2 separate regions of the Triticum aestivum genome follow, and region 2 is linked to region 1. The links are chromatin contacts, called in public Hi-C maps. All regions are on one chromosome and are shown on one strand. The core of a region is the stretch at or near the end of the contact, and the rest is flanking DNA. Distances in the headings are between cores, read along the strand shown. Region 1 holds the start of LOC123071775 (serine/threonine-protein kinase rio2). Region 2 has its middle 63 kb from the start of LOC123071777.

Region 1 (6,587 bases), core at 2,967-5,466:
GTTACACCTCAGGAGAATGATATAGGCTTGGTTTTGCTTTAGTAAACTGCTAGTGAGCAAGAAGAGTATAGTACTTATAGCTGATAATAGTACGAGATACCAGTATCGCTTCTTTTTTTTACTACAGCTCAGCGGGTAAAACCCTGGAGAAGCACCAGTACAACAACCAAAACTGACAACGGAAATATACTCATACAACTAGCAAGCCCGCTCGGTGGGCTCAAGACCGCACCAAACCGTCTTGAGATCTCCAGCCAGAAACAAGCAGGACCAACCAACCATTCACCATTGGCAGGCTTGCCTCTGGATCTTAGAGTTCATGGTGCCCTTCCCCTTATCCTTGTAAGCGTTCCTCGAGTTGAGGGGCCTTCTCCGACCGAGGGCAGCTGCCATCGCCCTTTTCCTTTGCTTGTTCAGCTGCTTTGTCAGCAATGCATCGTCTTCATCCTCAGTATCCTCAGACGAGTTGTCATCGTCGTCGTCGCCTCCTGATTCGGCTCCCTTAGGGTCCTCGATGCCATCGTCGGTTGGATCAGTTGATTTGTTCTCGCCACTGGGACTTGTGCTTGTTGCATGCTGCAAGGTAGGTCGACAGAAGTAAGCAATATCCATTGATAAGTTTGTCTAGTCAGTCAAATGAATATATATTACTAACCTCTTTAGATAAAGCTTCATGTTTATCTGAATCCATGACAACAAGATCAGGCACACCTGCAGGGTCCTGAACAATATCCACCAAAACATGCTTCAAAAACTAGCAACTGAGAAAACTAAATCTGGTGGATGATAGCTTGGCAGTGGGCAAAGCTTGGTGACACTTTTAAGTTAGAGAAGTATTTAGATGCAGATCAATACCTGGTCTACTATTTTCAAGGAACTGATTTCAGCAGACACGGCATCGCCACCTTCACTTTCCTGTTCTGATGTTGAATCCTCATCATCTGAGCCGGAATCGTGTCCTTCAGCATTCTCATCAATGAACTGTAATCACGTGAAAGGAAGAGAAGGTCAGCACTCACCAGGATCTAATTATCCAATATTCAACGTAAAATTAATACGACTGCACATGAGAAGGAACACTCCATTTTTATCTAAAACTTTAACATAATTTTGTGATCTAATGTCATTGCCTTCAAAAAGTGCATTGTCACAAGATCCCCGTATGGTCACATCCCCATTATCAACATTAACCAAATGACATACTTCTGCCTTTAAAGTAAAATCTTGTAGATCTTCAAAATGAGAAACTCGTCAATATGAGTTTTGTACCAACATCTGACCCACCTTTTCTATCTCAACTTGCTCTTTTTTGGTGAAGCCACTGGCAGCTAATTCTTTGTCCAAGGCACCAGAAGACTTTTGAATGGACAGAAAGGACGGCCTGCCACTGTCATCATCATCAGTTTCAGAGCCATGTTGTCCACCTTTCTCTGTAAGATTGAACCTAATACAAAAGGAAGACAAAGCTTAATAATAAAATCAGTTGTAGTGGATAAGTTGATATTTTTTATATTACACTCGGTAAGGTGATACCTTTTGTTGAAGAACTTGTAGATACACCCAATATCTCGATCAAAATACCTGCAAAAACAAACCTCATGAATACTGAACAGAAAGCAGTCCGTTAGGCTTTAGCTATTAGAATATGCTACATACATCTGGGCATTCCGGTGCGAAACAGATACCATCTGTGGGAAGTCAATCATCGTAACAGTTTCATCATCGTCAATCTGCAGAACATCAATACACATGAAGGATAAAATATAGGGTAAGATACTGACAAATCAAAAAACTTCAGTTATGCCTGTTGAAGAATTAAATACTGAAAACACCATTCTGTTCAACTCAAAATGGCAGTTTGAAGGCATGTGTTTTCTTTTGTACACATGGCAAATCTTGATAAAGGTTACGATCGAAAATCACTATATTTCTCTCTGAAACCTCCAAAACCACTGACATCAGAGCATACTTCAAAGAAGCAGCACTGAAAAAAACATAATTGGTTCATAAACATGATGCAGAAACTACAGAATCTCAAACATTGCAAAGGCAAATACAAGAAAGAGAGAAACGAAGAATGGACAAGCTGACTTATCCAAGTGTAATGATGATAAGAGAGGGTAAAAGTAGTACCATGATATTGAATTCATTAAAATCACAATGTATAAGCCCATGCTCCGCCAAACGAATTACAAGACCAAGAATTTTGTCAAAAACATCATCTGGATTTTGCAATTCTCTTATCTGAACACTGCATAACAGAATGCAACGCCTATGTCAGTCTCTGCGTAAAGGGAAAAAGACTCATGAATAAAATTAAAATTCATTTACAGGAATGTCAACTTACAGTGGATATCCCGGCACAAGTGACATAATCACACAGTGCCGATTGCAGTCCACCGCTGTGGGAACAGGGAATCCATGGTCTCCTAAAGCCTTCAAGTGGAATGAGAAAACAATATAAGAGTGTTAAACAATTAAGCAGTTAGACAGATCAAAATTTAAGAAAAGTATAGCCATGCAAAAACCTTCATAAAAGCAAATTCCTTGAGGGCCGCCAGTCGTGATAAGTACAGCCAGTTAAAGCTCCTCCGGTGGGCTAAATAGTCACGCTTTGATTTGACAGCCCTAAAAGATGTCCTACCCAACCTATGAAGCTTCATGGCCAACACTGTTCCATCCTCCGTGGCAACCTCAAATATATCTATAAGAAAAATAAACATTCCACATAAAGCACTTGACATTTGCTAGGTACAATCTAGGATTCGATATGGCATTGCCATGGATTATGATAATCTAGTTTGGTTGGGCTCTGTTTACATGATTGGGTGTTTAGAACTTTAGATAGCTGTTCTTTTTCTTAATCAAGTAAAGCACAGGCAAGACAGGCAGTGGCTCGCATGTTTCACAATGTCTTTCTTGTGCAACTTTAAAATATATAAGTAAAGCACAGGATAACAACCATAAATTGAGGAAAAATATATAAAATGAGCAGGACATCAATAATCCATGTACCTGACTCTTTTCCAACACCGATTTGGCGACCAACCGAAGCAAAGACTCCACGATTGACCAAAGTTTTTATGGCGAGGAAGTCATACCCAAGGTATGTGAGCCGAAACCCATCATCTACAACCAAAAAAAGAAAAGCAGCTATGATAATCCAGATATACATCTAAGCATAAAATGACGCAAGATTCGACATCAATGACTCACACTTTTTACAATCATGGTGCACCAGTTTGTTCTTCAACAGATTCCGCAGCACTTTATATGTGCCTCCATGCCTAAATCCACAAAGAATTATAATACACTCACCAAGATATACCAAACCAAACAATATAATCCATTTGAAACTGATTTCCAAAGAATACTGAGCTCTAACACACAGAGAACCTAAGTTGTTTTAAGCCGTGGTCTTGGACCTTGAATTTTTCGACACACAGTCGACATTACATTACTGCAGCCAAAAGTTCTGACAGTGAATTCCAACTTCGTTTTAATCAACAGTTATGTATTACAACTATTGATATTGTGCATGACAAATTGCAAAGGTGCAAAGCTTAACCGAAACCCTGTGTGAAGTTCAGACCCAACGATTAAGCTTAAATGGCAGCCCACGAACTATCATATCAACTCGCCTGACTGCCTGAGAACGCTAATCACCATCCCCACACTTGGCAGCTAAATACACCTACCACAAGCATCAATTTCCCAAACCACACAAAGCAAAATTCACAAAAGAGCACGTGGTAGAACTCACTTCAATCCGGCGATGCGGTCGACGAGCTCCGCGGGCACGATCTCGTGCTGCGAATCCAAAAGCAAAACCGAAGCGTCAGGGCGAACAGTCTCACATGGCGTCGAGTTAAGGCTGGCTGAGGTGTAGGGTTTAAGGCCTTACGTTGCGCATGCCCATCTCGCAGGCGGTGAGGACGCGGAAGTCATCCTTGGAGAGGTAGCGGAGGGCGTTCACGTCGAGCTTCATGGTCTCCTCCTCGCAGCGGCTGACAGGAGTGGCAGGCGAGCGGGTGGGCGGGCTGGCGGCGCTAGAGGCAGATGGAGGGGAGGAGGTGGTCGAGGAGGAGGAGGCAGCGGCTTGGAACGGCGGCGGAGGAGGAGGAGGCGGCGGTGGACGGCGAGGGGTCGATGGGAAGGCAGCGGGCGGTGACTGGGATGGTGGATGGGCTCGGCGCCGTCCTGGCGGCTAGGGTTGGTTTGAGGCGAGACACCACGAGTGTACTGGGCCAGCCCACTCTGATGATTCGCGCACCGCTACTTGAGAGGTTTTCGTTGTTCGGTATGTTCTAGCCCGATAACCGGCTTTCGAATCTTTTTTACATTTTACATACTATACAAAATAGAAAGAATTCCTTAAAAAGGTTAAAAAAATAAGAATATATTAATATTTATTTTACGGGTTTTCAAAAACTGAGAAATTAAATACTCACTACTAGAACGCCCATGCGATGCCACGGGCTTTAAAAAAATTGTGATGCTACTGAGCTAAATTAACTAAGAACGATGCAAGTCTCCGCTAACACACATCTTAAATCCTCGGTTCTGAGCTAACATAGTTCTTCAAAATGTTACAGTTTAAAAAAATGTTTGTAAATTTAAAAAACATATTCACTGCATATTAAAAAAATATAAATTGTTCAAATATGTTGGCATGTTCAAAAACTATTTGAATTGCATTGCATAAATTTCATCATGCTGTTGTAAAATATTACGGCTAAAAATATAAAATGTGCAAAATACTTAAAAGATTTTTTATGATTTAATAAAAAAGATTCATGATTAGTAAATAGAGAAAAATGGGGGGAAAAGAGAAGGACAAAATAAATCCAAAGTAACCGAGAAAAGCCCAAAGGAAGTCGGTGGAGAAAAAAATAGTCAAGAAGGAATGGTTTTTTTTTGTGGGTTAGTGAAGAAGAAAGAAAGAAAAAGGAATAAAAAGTAAGGAAATGGAACCAGAAAAACCAACAAACCAAAGAGAAAGAAAAAATGAAAGGAAAAAAATGAAGTAAACCATGAAAACCAGAAAAGGAAAGATGAGCCAAAATTGTTGAAACGAAATGAAGCTGCTTCTGATTCACTCCTCAAGTTGGTCTGTCCCACTACGCTCTGCCATGCGTGTTTGTCGAGCAATTTGACACAATAAGCAACAAATAGGGAATTTCCTATGCCAAATCACTAGAGCATCTCCAATAGACAATCCATGTAAAAATAATTAATTGTTGAATCTTCTGAGACAAAAAACTGCTCTCCAACAGATGGTCCATATGCCAAAAAAATACATCTCCGCCTCCCGGAGATGTAAAATACAACAATCGCGGTGCAAATTTACATCTTCGGAGATAGGAGATGCAAAAACCGCGGTCGCGCGCCAATGCCTAACTGAAAGTGCAACTAATCTCTGGGTGGTTTTGGTAATTCTTAACAACATATAGCTCATTGAACTAATACTCTTTCAAGATGATCATTTCGGAAAGTTCAATGATTGGCATGGCATGGACTAGAGATGTGGACCCCTCAAAATGCTAAGGACACATATTGGCAAAAGCTCAAGACTCTACATTTTCATTTTAGTGATCCAAGATCACATTGAGTCCATAGGAAAAGTCAATACTATTAAAAGGGGATGGGGTGTTGCTTAATGGCTTGCTTGCTCAAAATGCTTAGTGATATGCTCCAGAAGCCCTCAATCACTTTCTCATTCCCACATATGTCCTAAACCTAAAGTCAAACTCGGCCCCACCTATTTGATCTATCCGGCGCCCCCGAGTTCATTTGACATAGCCACTGCCACAAACCCTAATCAGTTCGGTCTCACCGATAAGGATCTTGGTCTTACCAAGATGGGATTGCAAACTCTCTGTTTACCTTCGTGACGTTTTGTTCTCACCAAAATGAGCGCTCGATCCCGCCGAGTTCGCAATGCAAACTCTCTATTTCTTTTTCATAATGTTTCGGTCTCACCGAAATGAGCGATCAGTCCCACCAAGTTTGCCTGACCAACTCTCTGTTTGCCTATTACTGAAAACGGTCCCACCGAGTTCATGTGATCGGTCTCACCGAGATCAAGTTATACCCTAACCCTAGCGCATCGGACCCATCGAGTTGATGTTGTCAATCCCACCGAAAAGCCTAACGTTCACATTTTGAACTGAATCGTTCTGACCGAGTTTCACTATTCGGTCCCACCGAGTTTGGGAATTTATGTGTAACAGTTAGATTTTGTGTGGAGGCTATATATACCCCTAACCCATTCTCCATTCATGGGGAGAGCGATCAGAACGTGCCTACACTTCCACTACTCATCTTCTGAGAGAGAATCACCTACTCATGTGTTGAGACCAAGACATTCCAGTCCAACCACAAGAATCTTGATCTCTAGCCTTTTCCAAGTTGTTTTCCACTCAAATCATCTTTCCACCATATTCAAATATGTGTGTGAGAGAGAGTTGGGTGTTTGGAAGACTATCATTTGAAGCACAAGAGCAAGGAGTTCATCATCAACACACCATCTATTACCTTTTGGAGAGTGGTGTCTCCTAGATTGGTTAGGTGTCACTTGGGAGCCT
Region 2 (6,062 bases), core at 710-3,209, 170 kb after region 1:
ACATTTTTTAATACATGATTTTCCTATACAAATTTAAGATTTTCAAATATTTGTTAATTTTTTTTTCAAATGGTTGAATTTAATTTTTTTAAAATACATGAACAACTTTTTTCACACACAATGTATATATTTTGTATACACGACAACAATTTTCTCTATACACATATAACATTTTTTTCAGTACTTGGTTCAACTAATTTTCTTAATATTTTTATTTAGAATATTTAAAGTATAAATGAAATTAAAAAAAGGGGAAAAAGGAAAACAGACAATATTAAAAAGGATAAAAAAAATTTTGAGACATTGAAAAAGGAATAAAACTAAACGAGGCTGTAGCCTACCTGCGCATGGACCGGCCCATCGAGCGCCTCGCTTCAGGCGAGTCTTCCCTTCGGACTCGCTAGAAGCGACGTATAGACCCGCGCGTTTGTCCAACAGCTGAGCTTTCGCCGAAGGGCGCGCTAACGGCCGGCACATTCGAAGCCAGTCACAGTCGAAGTCGAGCAGGCAACTGTGACTGGCTAAAATGTAACGCTAACTTATAGGTAATAGCTACAGTTGTGTTGAAAATTTTCAAATTTTCTTGGAAAAAATGTGAGCAATTTTTTTTCTGAAAAGGTCGAATAATGTTTGAAAAAGTGAACAAATTAAAAATTCGAACAAAACTTTTAAATAACGAACAATTTTCGAAAGGAGAGCAAAAAATTGAAAAAACTAAACAATTCCAAATATGGGGTGAACATTATTTATATATATATATTGAACCTTTTTGCAGTATACCGTGACCAATATCAAAATACACATTGAACATTTGTGTCTCATATGTTGAAATTTTTTATAAAAACACAATGAACATTTTGTGACATACACTGAACACTTGTTAAATATTAATATAGGGGTGAACCTTTTCATAAAATATAAAATGATCATTATGTTTATAAAAAGGCAATGCACTTTGTATAATACACACGAAAAAAAATAAAGAACAAGAACAACACGAACAAGGAAAAGAAAATAATAGAAAAGAAATAGAAACAGAAACAGAAAAAGGAAGGGAAAAGAGAAGAAGAAGCTGATCAACGGTGGTCCGGCCCAACGTTGGGCATGGAAGGCTCGTCCTCACGAGAAGTGGTCCTCACGCTGATCAACGTTGGTTTGGTCCTTTTTTCCCTATATGATTCGAACTCCGCATGTCAACGTGATTGTCCACACAGGTTAACCACTAGGACACTCTCGGTTTGTAGATTACTAGTGGAAACAGAGCCCTTTTGACCATTCATACAGTACATACATTAAACATATAGTATTATTATACAGGCACTATAATTATTTAAACAAAGAAAACATAAATTTGAAGAAACATTCACAAAAACCACGAGTTGAAAGAAATAAAAAAAATCAAATTGGTTTGTACCAATTGAAAAAGTTCATGAGTTTTAAAAGGTTCTTGGAATTTGAAAACTAAAATCATCAAAATTTAAAAACCGTTCATTGAATTTGAGACAAGTTCATCAAATTTGAAAATAAGTTTATCCGAATTTTTAAAAAGTTTATCAAATTTCAAAAAGTTAATTTGAAAATAAGGTCTTTGGATTCTTCAAAAAATTCATCGATTCTAAAAAAAATCACCAATTTTTTTTTTATAAAAAATCATCGACTTTGAACAAAGTTAATCGATTTTGAAGAAAAGTTCATCAGTTTTGAATAAATTCACGAATTTGAAGAAAAACTTCAATCATATAGGGAAAAAAGGACCAAACCAATCCAAGAGAAAAGAAAAACAAAAAGAATAGATCAAACCAAACTGTTCCTGGAAAAAAGTAAAAAAAGAACAAAGAAGAAAAGTGATAAAAAGCTATAACTAACACAAAAGTGAGGTGGCTTAGTTAGTTAGCACAGCATTATGATAGCTAGGAGGACGCAGTTCAAGTCATGTCCACGCATTTAGGAAATCCTATTTGACGCATGTTGCGTTAAAGTGTTGGCTTTTGCACAAGCGATCAACCGAAGCGGCGCGATAAGCCGGGCCCGTTTGCTTCCACAGCGTACCTACAACCTCATCCGGTTTTGGGAAACTTCTAAAGGTTTTCTGTTTCTTTTTATTTTCTTTTTTTCATTTATGTATATTTTTGTTTTTAAAGTTTATTTTTTTTCGCAAAGATGTTTGAAATTGAAAAATGCGCATATTTTAAAAACTAATCTCAAAATGATTGGGTTCCCAAATTTTCTTTACAAATTGAAAAAATATTCCCATTTTTAAAAAAAATGTTCGTGTATTAAAAAATTGTTCATTTCTCAAGTTTATTTACTTAATATAAAAATGTTCAGTACAATTTAAAACTATTCTTGATTATTAAAATTATCAAACTTCAAAAAAGGTGTGCTTCCATTTTTTTTACAAATTCAAAAATGTCCGTGTGTTAGAAAAATTGTTTGGAATGACTCATCTACAAAAACACACACTTTTCCAAAAATGTTTGCGATTTCAAAAATTTCCATTTTGGAAAATAGTTTTGAAATTTGAAAAAAGTTATGTTTTCTTTTTTTGGAGTTTAAAAAAAGGTTCCATTACGAAAATTGTTCAATAATTTCAAAAAAATATTGGTGTTTTTATATATTTGTTAGGAGTTTAAAAGATGTTCGCATCTGCCCAGTTGTGTGGTGAAATTTCAAAAAAGTTCCAATTTTCAATAAAAGTGTTCATGATTTTGAAAGATGTTCATGCTTTTCAAAAATGTTCCAGTTCTATAAAAAAATCATAAATTTGAAAATTGTTGTTCTTTCACAAAACAGTCAGTTTTTCTAGAAAAAATTGCATTCAAAATTCCGAAAATAATTCAGATCTGCGTCGTGTATTGGTTCTTAAAGATTGACCCAGCTGACTAATCGGTAACGCTCACTAGCTCAGCCGGTTGCAGCGCGTGGTCTGTAGCACGAGATCCATGGTTTGATTCCCTGCGAGCTCGGATTTTTTTGGAGCTACAGTACAGGGTTGCTGGCGGTCATGGGCTGGCCAAGTTGGAGACCTGCTTGTGCTCGATGAAGACTCTTTGCCGCAAAGAGCTGAATATAGGAGGTCCCTCACCGGCTCCTGCAGAACCAAATAAGGAGTGCCAATAAGATCTGCATGCGCGCTGGGAAAGAATGCAGTGAGCATGCGCGAGTTTGGGCTGGCCCAGGTTTGGGGCATGACTTCCTTTTGTTTTTGTTTTTGTTTTTTTTGTCTTTGTGCTTCCTTAAAAAAAATCTTAAGTTAGATTTTTTAAATGTACAAAAATGTAAATAAAATGTTCACAAATGCAAAACAAATATTCATGAATTCAGAAAATGTTCACAATTTATAGAAAATGTTCCCTGCGAGCACAATTTTTTTGGAGCTAAAGTACAGGATCGCTGGCGGTCATGGGCCGGCCCAGTTGGAGACCTGCCTGTGCTCGACAAAGACACTTTGCCATAAAGAGATTTTTTTAGACAATCCCACGAAGCTTTTATTTAACCGTCACAATGTTTACAAAGAAAAAAGGAAATTAACTAGGATGACCTAACCAAACATGGCGGCCAAATCCTAGTTGCAACGCATGCTTCGCGAGATTGTGTGCCTCAAAATTCAAGCTCCTAAACTCATGAAAAAAATTACAAGTACTAAAACTATTAGAGTACTCTATGATTTCATGTATGATTGCACAATAACTTGCTCCGCTATTCTGCTTGATGTCATCAATCACTATCTTGCAGTCTGACGCCACATGGATGGAGTTTAAGCCCAGATCATCTGCCAGCGCCATCGATTCTCGGACCACCAACGCCTCCAGAGCAGTAGGATCATGGATGCCCTTAATAACCAGAGCAGAGGCCCCTATGAATGTGCCATTTTTGTCCCTGCATAATGCGACCGCTGAGCCTGCCCTTGACGTTCCTCTTATTGCAGCATCTACGTTTACCTTTGCACACTCTACCAATGGTGGAAGACAGTGAGTAGGCCTCTGTGCTCTAGGGAAAATGCTTCCCTGCACCGGTTTCTTCAAGATCTGGAGATCACTAATTTGTGATTGGATGAACATATGCGTTGACATGGGGCTTTGGAAAATATCCTCATAGACAGCCTTTCTCCGAGCGCTCCAAATCGCCCAAAGGGTAAGTACCATGCGTACAAATGGATCATCTATCAACACTTCTTTCATCTTGAATACCCACTCCTTCGCATTATCACAATCATACTGGATCATCTGGTCGACCAAGCCCTCATCAGAAAGAACCCAAGTGCTTCTGACCATGGAACAACTGATAAGAGCATGTCTCCATGAATCCCTCGCACCACACAACCTGCACGCCCCTGATGTTGCCATTTTTCTGTGCTGGAGGAGATCTGTCGTTGGGATAGAGCACCGGCTAAACGCCACAAAAACATTTTCACCTTCGATGGGATCTCCGTTCTCCAAAGTGCAGTCCATTCATTGCTCTCCTGATCAGCTCTAGAAGGTCCATCATTTTCCTCAATCCAATTTTTCCTTGTAATCTTGGTTTGCATTATCATCCTGTACGCAGACTTGACTGAGAAATTCCCTCGTTTCTCTCCACTCCATGCACAAAAGTCATCAATATTCCTTGTGCACAGTGGCATAGACAAAATGGCTTTAGCGTCAGTGGGTACAAAGACCGAGCGCACCTACTGTTCATTCCAAGATGTTTCCGCATTGATCAATTCTGAAACATACCTTGGTGGGTTGGCGATTAGCGAGGAGATGGGTCTCATCATACCAGGCCTAGGCAGCCGGTTGTGATTCCATATGTCCATGGTACTTCCATTCCCAATTCTCTGTATGATCCCTTGCCTGAGCATGTCTATGCCGTCAATGACCGCCCTCCATATCTGAGAGGGTCGGCCTCCAAGTTCAGCTTCGAGCAGTGTTGACTTTGGGAAATATGACGCTTTCAATATGCGTGCACTGAGAGAAGAAGGGTCACACAAAATCCTCCACGCATGTCTAGCTAGTAGCGCTAGGTTAAATATCTCCATATCTATGAAGCCAAGACCTCCAAGATGTTTCGGCCTTGTCATGATGTCCCACGCCACCCAGCTCGGTTTCCGCTTTCCAGCTTTGCTACCCCACCAAAACTGTCGGATAATGGAGGTGATGTTCTCACAAATCCCTCTCGAAAGCCTAAAACATGCCATGGAGTAAACTGGTAGGGCCTGTCTGACTGCTTTTATAAGTACTTCCTTCCCCGCAGCAGACAGAAGCTTTTCCATCCAACCTCTAACCTTTTCCCACACTCGGTCTCTAAGATATCTGAATGTGCCCATCTTATTTTGTCCAACATCCGTGGGCATACCCAAGTAGCGGTCACTAAGTGACTCATTTTGCACATTCAAAATGTTCTTAATGTTGTCCCTTAGATGCTGTGGAGACCCTTTGCTGAAGAAAATCGATGATTTATCATGATTCACTCGCTGCCCCGATGCATTACAATATGCCTCCAACAGGTTTGAAACTGCCACTGTCCCCCTTATTACTAGACTTGAATAACAACAGGCTATCATCAGCAAAAAGGAGGTGGTTAATTTACAGCCGGAGCTATGGGTGCCACCTTGATCCCTCCAAGTACCGATGACTGAGAACTGGTTTTTAGTAGGCACGAAAGGCCCTCTGCTGCAATCAAGAAAAGATAGGGGGAGATCGGATCTCCCTGTCGGATACCCCTGGATGGTTTGAAACTCTCAAGCTTCTCTCCATTAAATAAAACCGATAAAGAGATGGAGCTGATCATACCCATTATAATGTTTACCCATTGTTGTGAAAAACCCAACTTGATCATTATTGCCCGAAGATAGCTCCACTCCAATCTGTCATATGCTTTCATCATATCCAGCTTCAGGGCACAGTGGTTGTTCGTCTTTGCTTTGCTTTTTTCCATGAAGTGTAGGCATTCATACGCACAGATGATATTATCAGTCATTAGCCTGCCCGGGACAAACGCTGACTGCTCCTCCGATATAATTTCTGGCAAGATTACTTTCAGCCTCTTTGCAACAACTTTCGAAGCAATCTTGTATATGACAT

Evidence for each region. A called contact is a pair of places that touch in the nucleus more often than the background predicts.
Region 2: a Hi-C map of root shows a contact between it and region 1, with 7 times the contacts expected there. The contact joins the enhancer-like site here to the promoter of LOC123071775 in region 1. A contact is called at or near these places in 2 of 5 Hi-C or Micro-C datasets (leaf and root).

Annotation. Positions count from the first base shown.
Region 1 is chr3B:689,916,638-689,923,224 of IWGSC CS RefSeq v2.1, forward strand. LOC123071775 (serine/threonine-protein kinase rio2) reads right to left here and starts at 4,217. Exons shown (of 13, transcript XM_044495359.1): 1 at 3,905-4,217; 2 at 3,764-3,810; 3 at 3,217-3,287; 4 at 3,016-3,129; 5 at 2,529-2,704; 6 at 2,348-2,436; 7 at 2,134-2,251; 8 at 1,657-1,730; 9 at 1,534-1,581; 10 at 1,285-1,444; 11 at 856-981; 12 at 656-721; 13 at 54-576. The coding sequence starts at 3,988. The coding sequence ends at 283.
Region 2 is chr3B:690,090,247-690,096,308 of IWGSC CS RefSeq v2.1, forward strand. No RefSeq gene overlaps it. Among protein-coding and RNA genes, the nearest start is that of LOC123071777, 63 kb to the right of the region's middle. Within about 2 kb of position 1,960, at least 1 of the 8 cell types and tissues checked has an H3K27ac peak or open chromatin away from gene starts, as enhancers often do. A contact at or near this core is called in root, where this site is marked.